Linked DNA regions of Mus musculus: all the other regions are linked to region 5. The links are chromatin contacts, called in public Hi-C, HiChIP or PLAC-seq and promoter capture Hi-C maps. All regions are on one chromosome and are shown on one strand. The core of a region is the stretch at or near the end of the contact, and the rest is flanking DNA. Distances in the headings are between cores, read along the strand shown. Region 1 has its middle 94 kb from the start of Fam53a. Region 2 overlaps Fam53a (family with sequence similarity 53, member A). Region 3 holds the start of Fam53a (family with sequence similarity 53, member A). Region 4 has its middle 17 kb from the start of Spon2. Region 5 holds the start of Uvssa (UV stimulated scaffold protein A).

Evidence for each region. Promoter capture Hi-C pulls out the DNA fragments that hold promoters and counts their contacts. Hi-C and Micro-C count contacts between places; a contact is called where the count stands out from the background. HiChIP or PLAC-seq counts read pairs in DNA pulled down with a chosen protein or histone mark. Capture Hi-C pulls out chosen DNA fragments and counts their contacts.
Region 1: a contact with region 5 is called in an H3K4me3 HiChIP or PLAC-seq map of embryonic stem cells, with 7 times the contacts expected there. The contact joins the enhancer-like site here to the promoter of Uvssa in region 5. A contact is called at or near these places in 5 of 39 promoter capture datasets (the 3T3-L1 cell line, cranial neural crest, hippocampal neurons and 2 more), 3 of 484 Hi-C or Micro-C datasets (the 63-12 cell line, embryonic stem cells and reprogramming fibroblasts), 16 of 115 datasets of contacts at active chromatin or transcription factors (the 230-238 cell line, astrocytes, effector CD8 T cells and 9 more) and 1 of 9 other capture datasets (embryonic stem cells).
Region 2: a promoter capture Hi-C map of liver shows a contact between it and region 5, with 2.6 times the contacts expected there. The contact joins the enhancer-like site here to the promoter of Uvssa in region 5. A contact is called at or near these places in 5 of 39 promoter capture datasets (the 3T3-L1 cell line, the C10 cell line, cranial neural crest and 2 more), 5 of 484 Hi-C or Micro-C datasets (the 63-12 cell line, the CH12 cell line, cochlea and 2 more), 24 of 115 datasets of contacts at active chromatin or transcription factors (the 230-238 cell line, the NIH/3T3 cell line, the SCID.adh cell line and 15 more) and 2 of 9 other capture datasets (embryonic stem cells and pancreatic islet).
Region 3: a contact with region 5 is called in a promoter capture Hi-C map of adipose tissue. The contact joins the promoter of Fam53a here to the promoter of Uvssa in region 5. A contact is called at or near these places in 20 of 39 promoter capture datasets (the 3T3-L1 cell line, 3T3-L1-derived adipocytes, the C10 cell line and 12 more), 14 of 484 Hi-C or Micro-C datasets (CD4 T cells, CD8 T cells, Th1 cells and 8 more), 34 of 115 datasets of contacts at active chromatin or transcription factors (the 230-238 cell line, CD4 single positive thymocytes, the SCID.adh cell line and 17 more) and 4 of 9 other capture datasets (adipose tissue, embryonic stem cells, liver and 1 more).
Region 4: a Hi-C map of muscle stem cells shows a contact between it and region 5, with 2.4 times the contacts expected there. The contact joins the enhancer-like site here to the promoter of Uvssa in region 5. A contact is called at or near these places in 16 of 39 promoter capture datasets (the 3T3-L1 cell line, 3T3-L1-derived adipocytes, the HPC-7 cell line and 11 more), 1 of 15 datasets of contacts at CTCF or cohesin (large pre-B cells), 1 of 484 Hi-C or Micro-C datasets (muscle stem cells), 6 of 115 datasets of contacts at active chromatin or transcription factors (embryonic stem cells, fibro-adipogenic progenitors, large pre-B cells and 3 more) and 3 of 9 other capture datasets (adipose tissue, liver and pancreatic islet).

The regions. Positions count from the first base shown.
Region 1 is chr5:33,534,105-33,536,826 of GRCm38.p6, forward strand. No RefSeq gene overlaps it. Among named protein-coding and RNA genes, the nearest start is that of Fam53a, 94 kb to the right of the region's middle. Within about 2 kb of position 1,412, at least 37 of the 459 cell types and tissues checked have an H3K27ac peak or open chromatin away from gene starts, as enhancers often do. A contact at or near this core is called in embryonic stem cells, epiblast stem cells and hippocampal neurons, where this site is marked.
Region 2 is chr5:33,604,135-33,606,834 of GRCm38.p6, forward strand. The region is part of intron 5 of Fam53a (family with sequence similarity 53, member A); the gene reads right to left. Among named protein-coding and RNA genes, the nearest start is that of Fam53a, 24 kb to the right of the region's middle. Within about 2 kb of position 1,352, at least 25 of the 459 cell types and tissues checked have an H3K27ac peak or open chromatin away from gene starts, as enhancers often do. A contact at or near this core is called in liver and microglia, where this site is marked.
Region 3 is chr5:33,628,128-33,630,937 of GRCm38.p6, forward strand. Fam53a (family with sequence similarity 53, member A) reads right to left here and starts at 1,508. Exons shown (of 6, transcript NM_178390.3): 1 at 1,210-1,508; 2 at 726-850. It also overlaps Gm9903.
Region 4 is chr5:33,233,439-33,236,138 of GRCm38.p6, forward strand. No RefSeq gene overlaps it. Among named protein-coding and RNA genes, the nearest start is that of Spon2, 17 kb to the left of the region's middle. Within about 2 kb of position 1,428, at least 41 of the 459 cell types and tissues checked have an H3K27ac peak or open chromatin away from gene starts, as enhancers often do. A contact at or near this core is called in adipose tissue, fibro-adipogenic progenitors and muscle stem cells, where this site is marked.
Region 5 is chr5:33,377,316-33,380,122 of GRCm38.p6, forward strand. Uvssa (UV stimulated scaffold protein A) reads left to right here and starts at 1,381. Exons shown (of 14, transcript NM_001081101.2): 1 at 1,381-1,687; 2 at 1,911-2,010. The coding sequence starts at 1,913.

The sequences.
Region 1 (2,722 bases), core at 162-2,661, 160 kb after region 5:
GCAAGAGATGCTGAGACCACAGTCTAAACCAAAATTTGAAAGGGGTGGAGAATCATGTGACAGCTTACAATGTTACCACAGCCACAGACTCCCAGAAAGGGGCAGCCAGAGAAGCATCCCAGGTGTGTGGTGGTGGTGTGGGGATCAGGGTGGGGGCCCTGCCAGGACAATTCTTCTCTGCGGGGGCTCCAAAAAAAAAGCCACCCCTACAGGCTAAGAGGAAAGGCTGGAAGCAGGTGTCAGGACAGCTGCTGGGCCTTGGAAGTCCTCAAAGTCCTCACCTGCCAACCTTTCCTTGGAATTAGGGCAGTCCTACTACTGTGTCTTGTAAGCCCAGCCAGCTCACCCCAAGCAGCAGGCTGGCAGGGACAGGGTTAAGAGCATGGTGCCTCCCCCGTTCCTTTGAAATGGCTCCCTGGTTCCGGAATGACTCTGGCTTCCCCTCTTAATCTGTATTTTACGAGTGAGAAGCTTTGCATTATGCAAATCGTTAGATAGGAACAGGTGACATTTCAGCAAAGAACATGAGCAGGCGGCGGGCCGGCCGGGCGGGCTGCTGATTTAGACATTAGTATTTGTCACTGGGGTGGAGGGGGCGGCGGGACTCGGCCGCAGGGGGCTCCTTGCACCTTAAGGTGGAAATCTCAATTGGGGTAGGCCCTGAGCTGTGCTCCAGCAGCTCTCCTCTCACGGGGAGCAGGGAATAGTATCTGCACCCACAGCCCCCCAACACACACACACACACACACACACACACCAACATCTCCTGGAACTCATGGCACCTGTGGGCAGCGTCAGAACGGCCCCATTGTGCTGATTAAGGAAGCCGAGGCTGAGCAGGGTTAGGCAAGCCAAAGAGGGTCTACCCCACACAGTACCGTCCCGGTCCTAGCTGTAACACCCCCTGCTTTTGCACATCCTACCCCACCGCTGCCACCTCCCAACCTCACGGTTGGCGCTGGGCGCTTTCCTGGTCAAGCCTGTGTGGCGGCCATCCATCATCCCAGCCTCAGAGGCAACCACCGTCCGTTTCCTGGGAAGTTGCTAGAGAGGAAATGGACGGAACGCGAGGCCACTGCACTTCACAGCTTGTCTTTCAATTTTCTAGCTGCCTGCCGCTGCCCGTGCTCGCTAGCCATGCTCGCCCTTGCTCCTGAACGCCACTGAGCTCGGATGGGAATTAAAACAAATGCGGTGCTCCACCACTCTCAGGCCTCCAGGGGCCAGGCGCTCGCGACCGCCAAGATAAATTTCCTTCTGGAGACCCGAAAAGCTAGGACTACTACCACACTTGCAGGGTGGAAACTCACCTCAAACCGCAGTGTTGTTCCCAGATCGCCGCTGCTCCCATGTAGGCCACAGACAGCAGGAGGCTGACCTCCTTAGTCTCCTCATTAGCTGTTTGAACCCTGAGTCTGGGTGACCTCTGCTGACCTCAGATTCCTCTAGTTCAGACCGGTTGACACAGCAAATGGTCTTAAGGGAGCAGGAGCTGGAGAGATCAGGATTGGAAAACCAAGCTGGAACCACAGTGTGTACTGCAGGCCCTTAGTAGCCGTGGGGTGGGACAGTGACATCTAAATGACAATTAGAGAGATTTGCCACCATTAGCAAGACAATCTGAAAACATCCAGGTCCTATTAGGAAGCAGGAATGCCTAGTAATCAGGGTGAGAGTATTCAGGAAGTGAGGGGCCCTCTCTGGTGGCCTGACTCTAGTCTCTGGACCAAGGGACAGAATTGAGGATGAAGAGGTCAGACCAAGATGAAACAGAGGCCATGAGTGCAACAACCCTACCCCACCCCACCCCTGAATAGCTTCAGGCATTTGCTTAAGTGTTTGAAACAGACTCCATCTTGATTCTGCTGGCTTTCACAACAGGGTAGGGCCAAAGATTGTGCGGTCCTTTCCATCTCCGAGGAAAGACCACCTCCTGAGGTGGCTAAGGTAACTCCATGAAGCCTGGTGGATCTCCCTGAACCTTCGGGCCCCACACCCTGCTTCCCAGTGAGGTGTCTGCCAGCTTCCTGTCTTCTGAACCATTTCCGGGAGACACAGGGGCATGGAGATTAAGGCCAGAACCCAGGAAAGGCACGGCCATAACTTCTTCCAGAGCCTCTGCATGTCTAGTCCTCTTTATGCACTTGACTGCACGGAGCCTCCCTCCCTCACCCAGCCTGAGGGGCCCACTCGAGGTGAGACCTGATTCCAGCTACCCTGACTCTCAGAACTCTATCTCCACGCCAGAAGGTTCCTGCCACAGAACCTAATCTCAGCCCCTTTCCCCCCATGTGGATTGTGGCTCTGTGGGCCACACACTTTGCTTTCTGGCTGGATGAGTGAGGTGTCTTTGTACAACTGCAGAGCTCGTGACTCCTCAGGCCCCTAGAGCACAGCAGCTCTTCTCAGCAGAGGGTGAGAGCAAGGAGGGTCAGGCCTAAGATACCTGCAGCTATCTACCACTCAACCACAAACATAGGTACCAGGGAGCCAAGGCCACCGAAGTGGGAGAGATGGGTGGGTGACATCCCACTAGAAGCTCTGCATTAGGCTAGGCTCAAGGTCACCTTCGAAGGCTAGCAGAGAAACAGGTAGCATCAGCCCTGCCTAATACATGGGGTAGGACACTGCCGGGTGGGCTCTCCTCTGAGTCAGAAAGGAGCGAACAATTTTTGGCCCTGCCTCAAGGATTTCCCACCTCTGGGCATGTTCCTGCTTCACT
Region 2 (2,700 bases), core at 102-2,601, 230 kb after region 5:
CGATACATGCTTGTAATCCCAGCACTGGGGACACAGAGGGTCCCTGGGCCTCTGATCACTTGGCTTAGCCAAACTGGTGAGCCCAGGTCCCAGACAGAAACTGAGAAACCTTGTTCCATTAAAACAAACGAAGTGGTTACTAAATTAGCATAATCCCTAACAGTATCATAAAATTTTTTCCTTGTACCCTCAGATAAGTGTAGTCCTCACCCCTCATCCAAGAAACTTCTCTACAACAGATAGAGAATCACAAGTAATCAAAAATAGAGTTGTGGAGTCCAGCGTAATGGGCACATTTACAGAACAGGTCCTTCACGTAAGGCTCCGGGAACACTTCCCTCTATCAGGGAAGATAGAGCAGAAAGACTGTAAGCGACAAAGAATCAGGAAGTTTGCTGTGAGACTGTTTCCTACTAGTGTCAGACGGCATAGTCTCACCATATGACTGCCTAGACATGAGCTAAACAAGTACAACATGCTAGACAGGACCAGGCAAATACCACAGGCTTCAAGCCTACACAAAGAACAACAGGAATATGTGTGCATATACGTATATCCACATAACAAAAATTAATGAAAATAAGAGGTCATGAATTTAAACAAGAGCAAGGAGGGGTATATAGGAGGGTTTGGAGGAAGATGGAAAAGGGAATGGGGAAAAGATGTAATTATAAACTCAAAAATGAAAGAATAAATTAAAAATTAAAAATTGGTGTGGAAGACTGGTGTGGTGGCAGACAAAGGCCTTTAATCTCAGCACTCTGGAGGCAGAGGTGGCAGATCTCTGTGAGTTCGAGACCAACCTGGTCTACCCAGTGAGTTCCAAGACAGCCAGGGATACATGAAGAAATCCTGTCTCAAACAAAAACAAAAACAAAAAATGAAGTAGAGGATATGACCAAGGTTGACCTCTGGATTCCACACGCACCACTCACATGAACACCCACACATAAATACAAACAGAAATAAAAATAAAAGCATATACACAAATACACAAAAAAAACATAATGCTATTCTCCCTGAGCCTCCTATACCACTTCCCCTGTCCCTACAACACCATCTGTCTGCATAATCCCAGGTGTCTGAGACAGTGCCTGCTCTGAACGCAGCGCTTACCACAGCCACCGCAAGGCGGGCCTTTAAGCAGGTCAGTGTGGTGCATGTGGACGACATGACACACAGAAACTAGGTCCCTCAAGACACTACAGTGTCTCCCTGCCAGCTCTAGAGATCACCCACTCTGGAAAGATAAAAAACACTAATGTGTCCACAAAGGCCAATGATCAGGAGCCACCGGAGGGAGCTGGGCAGTAGGTCCTGCAGCCAAGTATGACCAGAACCTTCCTGCTGAGCTTCCTGTCCCATGACCTGAGGGACAGAGAGGCAGCATGGCTCGGCCAGCAACAGCTAACGATACAGCAATCCTGACCTTTGAGTTTAAGTTACAATGTGATGTGGGGACTAAGTGAGGCTGGCAAGAATAGTGTCCATGTCAGGAACAGAGGACATCTGAGTCCTGAGGCGGAAAAGCGGGGAAGGGAAGGAGAAGGAACAGACCAGAGAACATCCAAGTAACAGGCACAGCTCAGGAGGAGGACTGAACAATGGAGCAGAGATGAGGTGGGGCCCCTCAGGATGAGCCCATCTACAATGTCCTAGCCCCAGCATCACCCTGGCCTGATTTACTTCCCTCCACCTCCTAAGGAGCCCAGAGTGTTCACAGCATCTCCAGATCAGGACCACCCTTGGTCATCAGCCCATCTTTGTTATGAGCCATCCCTGTTCCCAAAAGCACCAAGTCAAGGACTTCTCTGCTAGCAGCCTCATCCTATGCTGCTGTCCCCCTTCTGCCACCACAGGGTGATGGCACAAACCACACCCATAGCACTGGCTAACAGGGAAAGCCTGGGTATCCAGAACTTGTTACCAACTTCTCAACAGTCAACATCACATTCAAAGCACCACCACTTCCTTTCTGTCAGCCCTCCTCAGTCATACCAGAAAGAATGGGCTTACACCCCTCGCAGCCACCAGCAAGAAGCCTCTGGAAAACCTGTCAGACAGAGTCAACAGTCACATCAGCAGGCTGCACAATAGCCATCTGCAGCATCTGTAGAGCCAGGCTACCTCCCACAAGACTGAGACTGCCAGACAGGCTTCTCCCAAACCTGGTGGCAGTGGCTGACCTATCTGCACCATCCCCATATGGGCTCAACAGACACACTAAAGCAGCTCTGCTCAGGACAGCCCTGGCACCACCCACAACTCAGAGTCTGACATGCATCCACAGTAATGCCTATAGGAGACAAGACAGGCCAAAAGCCGTGGGAAAGGGATGGACAATGGGGAGTCTGGAAACTGCCAATGCTAGTCACCCAGAGAAGAGACAACACTGTCTCCCCCAATACCCACAGATCTGGTTCCTGCAGGGTGGCATGCCTCAATCTCAACATTCAGGAGGCAGATGCAGGCAAATCTCTGACTTCAATGCTAAGCTGGTCTGGTCTATATGAATTCCAAATCAGCCAAGACTCCATAGTGAGGCCCTGGCAGGGGAAAAACAGCACGAGGGTCTATTACTTCTGCTCCTCCTCCCTAACAACCCGGAGGGAAGCAGAACGGCTGGGCCCACTCCAGCTCTCAGAGAGGGGCCGAGGAACTCTGCCCAGGCTCCAGATGCAGCCAAGAGGACATGCCCTC
Region 3 (2,810 bases), core at 258-2,757, 250 kb after region 5:
AAAGGCCATGTGACTTGGTATGGCTCCAGTCCAAGCCACAAGCTCACACACCAGAGGAAAAAGTTCCAGAACCAAGATCTAAGCTCCAGGGACAGCAAGCAGAATCATTTATCAGGCCATGAGAAGGGACCGGGCTTGCTATGCTCACTAAACAAAGAGACGTAAAGAGGAGAACAGGTGCCAGAGGAGTCATCAGAAAGAACGACCAACCACTAACCAAAACAGCAAAGTCCATCTACTCTTCCTAATCAATTTCAATTTCCACCTTGGCGTAATATTCAGAATTTGGAAAAACTATCCTCGGTCCTACCTTGTTCTGAGATGCTGAACTTCCCTTCCAAGACCCACTTTCCTAAGATGACCAAATATGTATTTGAAGCAGCAGCATCAGTGAGCACAAGTCAAATTTCTTAATGTAAAAACTAAAGTACACCTTTCAAGTCAAACTAGTCCATCTTCAAAATTCTCAGAGCTGAAACATCATTATAAACTTAAGTAGTGGGGCTGGAGGGTTAGAATAAGCTTAGATTCATACTTAAAGATATATCTAATGATTAAATACCTTGAAGTGCAAAAAATTAAAGTGATTTTAATTTGGAGTGATAGATCACAGATCTGTAATTAAGACTAATGTACAAAGGCAATAGCATTCGGAGCGGTAAAATACATTGTGAACATCGCACATCCCATCCTCCACACAGGAAGTCTTAAAGGGACTTACACACCCTCAGTCTACGCAGGAAAGTGGCTTCGGAATAGACTTCCAAGTCACCTTCCACAGGTCGTTGGGGAGGATCTGCTCTTGGGATTCCCTTAAGGGACCATCATATCTCGTCAAACTTCCTGCTTCCTGAATACAAAATAACAATCACTGAGTCTCAACAACAGCGGGTTCACGGGCCCACGGACTCAGCATGGCGACAACAGGTCTCAAAGTCGACATGAAAAGTGATTCAACAAGTGGCAGCGCGCCCCAGGCGCAGCGGGCAGGCCTTACCGCCTGGCGTGCAGGAGCGCGCACAACAGAATGCTTGGGGCCTGGCCTAATTGGAGGGGTCCCCGGACTCGCCACGAGTTCGGGGAGCTGGGGCCCAGGGGACTCTAGGGAGCTGGGGCCCAGGGTTCTTTCAGATGCTGGGTCCCCGAGGACCTTAGGATGTCGGGGACACGGGACACGAGGACAGTGCTGGGCCCGGGGCGCGCGGGGACCTTAAGGTGCTGAGACGCCGGCTGGCCCTAGAGGGTGTTCCGCGCGCTGTGCCGATGCACCCGGCTCTCGACGTGCGGCTGCGCGGCGCCGGCCGACGTACGGAGACTCCGGGATCGCAGCGCAAGGACACGGCGTTGCGGTGGCTGGAGCTCTTAGCGATGAGCAGGCGAACGACGGCGCAGAGCACTCTCCGCGAGGCGAGTGAGCACCGAGCTCCGTAGCTGGGGCAGGGCGCCGGCCGCGCAGGCCGCGCTCCGCGCATGGGGACGGTGAGCCTCAGTCACCGCGGAACAAAACCGCAGCCGACGCCCCGCCCCCTCCGGACGCCCTCATTGGTCGCCGCGCCGCTACCACCGCCCCGAGCCGTCAGCCGTCCGCTCGCGCACCCGCCCGCGGAAGCCGCCGCAAGCAATCAACCCTCAGCCGCACCGCTAGGCGGGCGACGTCACTGCCCGGCGTGTTGTGGGTGTGGCCTCGTGACGCCCCGCCCCCGTTTCCTCTCACTTCCCTCCTACGGGTACCGTGCGCCGCTGCTGGCCCCGCCCCCCTGTGCGAGCTGGCCCGCGCCGGGTGTGACGTTAACCTTCGGGTGTCCGCGGGGCATCGAAGGCCGGTAGTGGTACCTATAGGCTCCCGGATTCCAAAGTCCGATGTGACCACCTTCATCTCCCTGCCTTTTTTCTTTTTCTTTCTTTCTTTTATAGCAAAATCTCAGTATGAAGCTCGGACTGTAGACAAGGATGGCTTCGAACTCCTAGAGATCCTTCTGCCTCTGTCTTCCGAGCCCTGGAATTAAAGACAGGCGCCACCAATGCCCAGCTTCTCCTGTCCTTTGCTGGTAATGTGCCTTTGGGCAGGACCCTTCCCTTTGGGAGTCTCATTTCTGGACCTACCGTGTGACTGGAAGGCACTTTTGTGCATTGGGTACCGGTGCTGTGAAGGAAAGCTGCTCTGCAGGTGGGTGTGACTGGGGTGGAGCACTTCTCAGGGTGCTAGAGGCCAGGCGCAGCAAAATGAAACCGCCTGCCGACTTGGCTAGGAATAGGCTGCAATTTCACAAGCCTGTAATCCCTAGACAACCTTGTTCCCAAACAACAAAAAGTAATTTTAAAAAATGTTGCAGGGTTAGGTACAGCTACTTGATGTAGAAAATGGAATAGTTCTCATCTGGAATAAGACCTAAAAAGGAAGACATTAGAAAGCCACTGGGTATTCCTGGGGCACACCAGAAGTCTGGGCCCTGGCCACCACGTTATGGGTCTGGTAAATCCAGTTCTGTACAGGCTCAGAGGCCCAGCCAAGGGAGGCCAAGATCAACTAGAATGAGTGCCCTCACCTGCTGCATCACCTGCGACAGACCTTTCATTTCCTCCTCCAGGTTTCTTGAGGACAGGGGACTTGCGACCTGGATCACAGCAGGCAGGAGCCAGATAAGGACTGAGACATCTGGCAGGCACCTGTGCCTAAGAGGAACTCTGCCCAGAACAGTCCTCAACCACACTCTCCCTGGGCAGATCTGGACCAATGGTGGCCTTCTCAAATCACCACGGTCACCTTGTGTTTCCCAAGCCCTGCAGCTGATTAAGTTACATACGCCACA
Region 4 (2,700 bases), core at 178-2,677, 140 kb before region 5:
GTTTCACCATGTGAGAGGCAGCCACTCTTTCAGGACAGTTAAACATGATCTTCTCTAGAGAAGAAAGACAAGAAAGATCTAGACTCAGCATGAGAAGAACCATAAACAATGCAGGTCACACAGACAGGAAAACGAAAGAAGGTCCGGCATGTCCTTAGGAGGATGTGATGTCCTCCCGGAGAAGGAACAGTGGCTTCTGGACAAAGTGTCACCTGGGATTTCATAGATGAGCAGGTGTTGTCAAGTGAGAGGAAGATCCGTGAGCGTCTCTGTTCCTTTCCCCATGTTTGCTCCCTTACAGTGGCCTATGAACATGTACAACCACTGTCCACTGTCACTGGTAACTATGTCTGAGAAGTGCCAAGTGACAGGGCTGGAGAAATGGCTCATGGGTTAGGAAGGAACAGTTGTTCTTCCAGAGGACCTGAGATCAGTTCCCAAAACCCACACCTGTGTGGCTCCCAGCTTCCTGTAACTCCTGCTTTTAGGAAATCCAACAATCTCTTTGGTTTCCATGAGCACACACACATACACATACATAAACTAAAATAATTATTTTCAAGAGAATTTGTGCTGGGGAGATACCTCTGTGATTAAGAACACTTGCTTCTCTTGGGTCAGACTGGAATGTGAATTCCAGAGCCCATGTTGGGCAGCTTATAACTGCCTGTAACTCCAGCTCCAAGCTATCGGATGCCCTTCTCTGCCCTCCATGAGAACCCACACTCATGTACCCACACACTGATCACACATATATGCATCATTTTAAAATCTTTAAAATTAAAAAAAAAATGTGCCAAGGAAACTCCAGTTGCTGGCTTGTGTCCAATTCACTGCGGGAACCCACGCATTCTAGAAACCACTGTGCTTCAGGCTCCTTCACCAACACTCAGACTGCCTGGGCCTCCGAAAAACTCAGGACTGGCAAAGATGGAGTTAAAGACAATTAAACAATTGCTGTGTGGGAAGGTGGTGACAGGAGTGTGATATGGGTAGTGACGTAAAGACAGAGGTGGAAAGTTCACTGGATAGCCAGCAGTATGAGAGTGAGGGGAAACTGCTGGGCTTTGTGAAGGGCTGCTGTCATGGAGAGCAGACAGGAGGTTTTAGCATCTCAGCGTGATGGAACAAATCACAGCTGGGACTTACTGTGGTTAGCAACAGCCTGGCCTTGAAGCAACCATAGTTTTGTCCAGCACGCTCACAATCCTAAACCAGTACCCACAGGGTGCTGATTGGCTGTCACAAGTAAGTACTTCTTACGGGGATGGAGTAAGTGAAAGGCCCTAGATGGATTTCCTGACGATGGTCTGAGGGCACTGCTAGGAGACCAGCTCAGAACTAACAGCCCGGGCTACCAGAGCTGGACGACCCTAGAGGCCCCCAGAGCTCTGACATGGGCTTGGCTCATCAGCCCGATGATGCTTCCAGCTCCGAGCTTTTCTCCTTTCGTGACCTTATCAGCCTGCCGGGATGTGTAAACCATGAGCTAACTGTGTGAGAATGCACTTTCCTCTGGCTGCCCCTTCAGAGTCTGCTGGTCCCCATCAGCACAGCGCTGACCTCCACCTCCGTCCACTCCCAGTTTTCCAGTGAGGAGCCCAGGACTATAGTGCAATAGGCCAGGTATGACTAGCCTCTAGTCATAGCCTTCCCTGGGGGTGACGAACAATAGGGTACCTCTGCTCAGAGGGCCTGCTGTTGTGGTGAGGTATCAGGCACCCTCAGACCCCCAACGTAGGATGGAGCCTGTGCCTGTCTAAGTGCCTGTAGCTCATCCAGAAATGCCCTCTCATCAAGCTGGGACCACAGGATCACTGTCCTCCACCAAGATGTCTGGATTGGGTCTGGGTCCCTGGAGTGCTGGGCTTTGCTCTGCTGCCTATAATGGAGATCAGGCATTTCCTGCAAAGAGTGTCCCTCCCAAGACCAGGGAAGATCCGGCTCCTCATTCCTGAGCTCACCCCTTGAACAGGGTGGTCTGGGCTGTATCTGACTCTCTTGTGTGGCTTCCCCGATGACATCAAATTTGAGGGGCAGCAATGTGGCCTTTTTCTTAAGCCAGCTATATTGACATGTGATTTCATAGCATAAAAGCCCCTTCACAGGGAGCAACTCAGCATCATGTCACCACACTGTGGCCTCAAGAAGAAGAGACTCCTTGCCTGTGAGCAGCTGCTTGCTGTGGTGTGAACATGTGTCTCAGTATGTGCTGTCATGCACGGTGGTTATTTCCTAAGGATAAACTGACTATCTCTACTGTGGTGCTCTGATCACCTGTACTGGGATCACGAGATCCAGCCTGCGCCTGCTACCAGTCCCTTGTAGGAGGAGAATGTGCTGGCTACTTTTATGACAACTTGACACAAGCCACAGTCATTTGGGAAGAGGGAACCTCAACTGAGAAGATACCCCCACCAGATTGGCCCATGGTGCATTTTATTGCTAATTGATGTGGGAGGACCCAGCTTACTACGGATGACGCCACCTCTGGGCTGGTGGTCCTGGGAGCTGTAATAAACCAGGTCGAGCAAGCCAGTAAACAGTAAGGCTCTGCTTCAGTTCCTGCCTCCAGGTTTCTGCCCTGATTTCCTGAGATGTAGAAGTGTGTGAAATAAACCTTTTCCTCCCCACGTTGCTTTTTGGTCATGATGTTTTATTCTAGCAACAAAAACTCCAATGAAGACAGAGATGGGGAGG
Region 5 (2,807 bases), core at 131-2,630:
TCTTTAAAAGACATTTTCCAACTCCTGAGATCACACAGCTGCTAAGCCTGGCAACTTCCGTTTGAGTAGTGGAACCCACATGGTGGAGAGAACCACCTCTCAGAAATTGTCCTGATCATACTAGGGAGGGTCCCACCTTCTAACCCCCCAATAAAAAAAAATGTAATAATATCTTAAAGACATTTCATTCTCTTTAAATTTTGGGGGTGGGATGGGTGGGGGCAATCTGTGCATGTAAAATGAGAAACTACAGTCCACGATCAATCTCACGAGTGTATGAGGACTGGGACCTGCCAAGAGGTGGTGGGAAGAGCTCAGATTCCAAACATCACAAGTTGAGTTGCCAGATCCTCACATATTGAACACAACACAAATGAACGGGGGAGGGGGGGGGAGGGGACGGACGTGTCGGGGGAGTCCAGTTGACTTTGTTCACTGACCCGGATTCAGGGAAGGGTAGGTAAGTGGGTGGGACAGTAGGCACACCATGCTTTTAACAGTCTAGTCCAGAAGCTCAAGACCGTCCTGCAGGACACACAAACTGGCTGAATGCCCGCTCTATGGGTGCAGACCCGAACCCCAAACCGGATACACAGGGAGACCGGTGTATGCTTCTCCTTTGCTAAGCGAAGCAGGAGCTGACAGCGGAAAGGCAGAGCGAGTTGTGAGCCGGCTAAGGCGGCAGTATCCGGGGTCTGTGCGTTCAAGAGTTGGGCTGAAGCAGCGTGAGGTTGGTAGAGGCCAGAGTCCTGAACACTGTGAAGCTGTAGGAAGGGAGCAAGCAGCTCTAGCCGAGAGCTGACATATCTTCTACAATCATCTACGTTGAGACTGAACTGACATTTTAAAACATCCAATCAGTGCAACCACCACTACCCCAGGGCAGCCTTGCAACGGTGCCTCCCACCATAGCCTGTCCTGGGGTGGACAACTGACCCGGTCAGGGAGGCGGGCCGACCCTTCCCAACCGGACTTGCGCCCAGATTCCCTTCTGAGCTTTCTTAGCAGATATACAGAGGCTGTACATAGGCCGCGAGCCTCCTGGTGGCCAGAGAACTGATCCCCAGATCAAAACTTCTTTCTGCACCTCAGTCTCATACTCCTGACCCAAAGCCACCGCCCCTTTAAGAACTTGCCGGGCCCTCCCGCCTCCTTTTTCTCGCGCTTAGTTCTTCTCGATCTGCCCCGCCCCCTGGAGGAGCGTTGCGTCACCGCGTTGCCGCGTCCTCGCGCCTGCGCTGTGGAGCCGCTCCAGGCAAATGACGGAGACGGGTGGCTGCCTCATCTGAAAGGGACTGGACCAGAGCGGGCGCGTCGCGGTGACTTCCGCTCCTGCGCCGCGGGTCTTCGCGAGTGTGTGCCCGCTGCTCTCTGGGGCCTGTAACAGAGAGAGCTCTGTCTACACCGGAAGGGGTGGGCGAAACAAGCTGCTGCATCCTGCGGGCCGTGTCACCGGGGCTGAGGGACGCTGGTACTACGTCTCCTGAGGCAGCGAGTGCGGCGGACTGAGGGTCGTGGCTGGTCAGATTCTCGGCCCGCAGGGTCGGATCAGTCGCCCCCGCAGTTGTCCAGAGACTGTCGCTTGCAGAGAGCGAGTTTCTTGTGCGGCCAGTTTGCTTAAAATTTAGTGACATTTCCCCTTAGCCCGCGGTAACGTCACCCACACAGCTGACCGAAGACTGCCGGAGTTAGTCTCATCTTTAAAACCTTAGCTAATTATCACCGAAGGGCTTGATGGCCTTCCGTGGGAATGTGGTGGCTAGCCTTCTTCGCCTGGGAGACAACCTACAGAGACACCCTAGGGCCTTTGCCGTAATCCCCAGTATTTGGAGTCCCCCATAAACTTAAAACTAAGACCGTGAAGTATTTATTGTATGTTAACTCAGCATCTCCGCGTCCCTTGTTTCTAGATATGGATCAGAAACTTTCACAGTTGATAGAGGAGCTCACAACTTCAGGAGAATCCCAACTCAATGCTCAGAAAATGAAGGAACTGAAGAAAATTTGCAAGTATGTATTGAGGCTAAATGTGCCAATGTCCCCTGAGCACCCACACCGTGGAGATTGTGGACCCTCTGCCCTCTTGTACACCTCTGCCACCTCCTGCATTCACTACCTAGGAAGGAATTATCTGATCACCAGGGCATGGTGGCATTTGCCTGTTGTGAGGTAGAGTTGGGAGTAGCATGAGTTCCCCGCAGCTTGGGCTACATAGTAAGGCCTTGTCTCAGGAACCACTAAAGGATTTCTGGGGCTGTAATCCTGGTGTACCTGGGTCCAGAATGTCGCGCAAACTCTGAACTTGGTGCCTCTGACGATTTCTGTAAGGTATAAAGCTATCACACTATGTCAGTAAAAGTAGATCCTCTTCTTTTCCGTTGGAGTAAAGAGTTCATGATTGGGTCAGTGGCTCTGGCCTCCCCACCCCCGCCCCACCCCCAGGGATGCTCAGGAGCCCCAAGCATGCTGTCCCCAAGCAAACTGTACCACTGAGCTACCTATTATTATCATCATCATCATCATTATTATTATTATTATTATTATTATTATTATTTCTCCTTCTCCTCCTCCTCTCCCTCCTCCTCCTCCTCCTCCTCCTCCTCCTCCTCCTCCTCCTTCTTCTTCTTCTTCTTCTCTCTCTCTCTCTCTCTCTCTCTCTCTCTCTCTCTCTGACAGATTCTCATGTAGCCCAGGTTAACCTCTTTACTATGTAGCTAAGGCTGGCTGTGAATTTCTGATCTTCCTGCTTCCACTTAAGTGTTCCTTTGGGGTCATAGGCATGTACCATCATAGAACCCAATATTTTT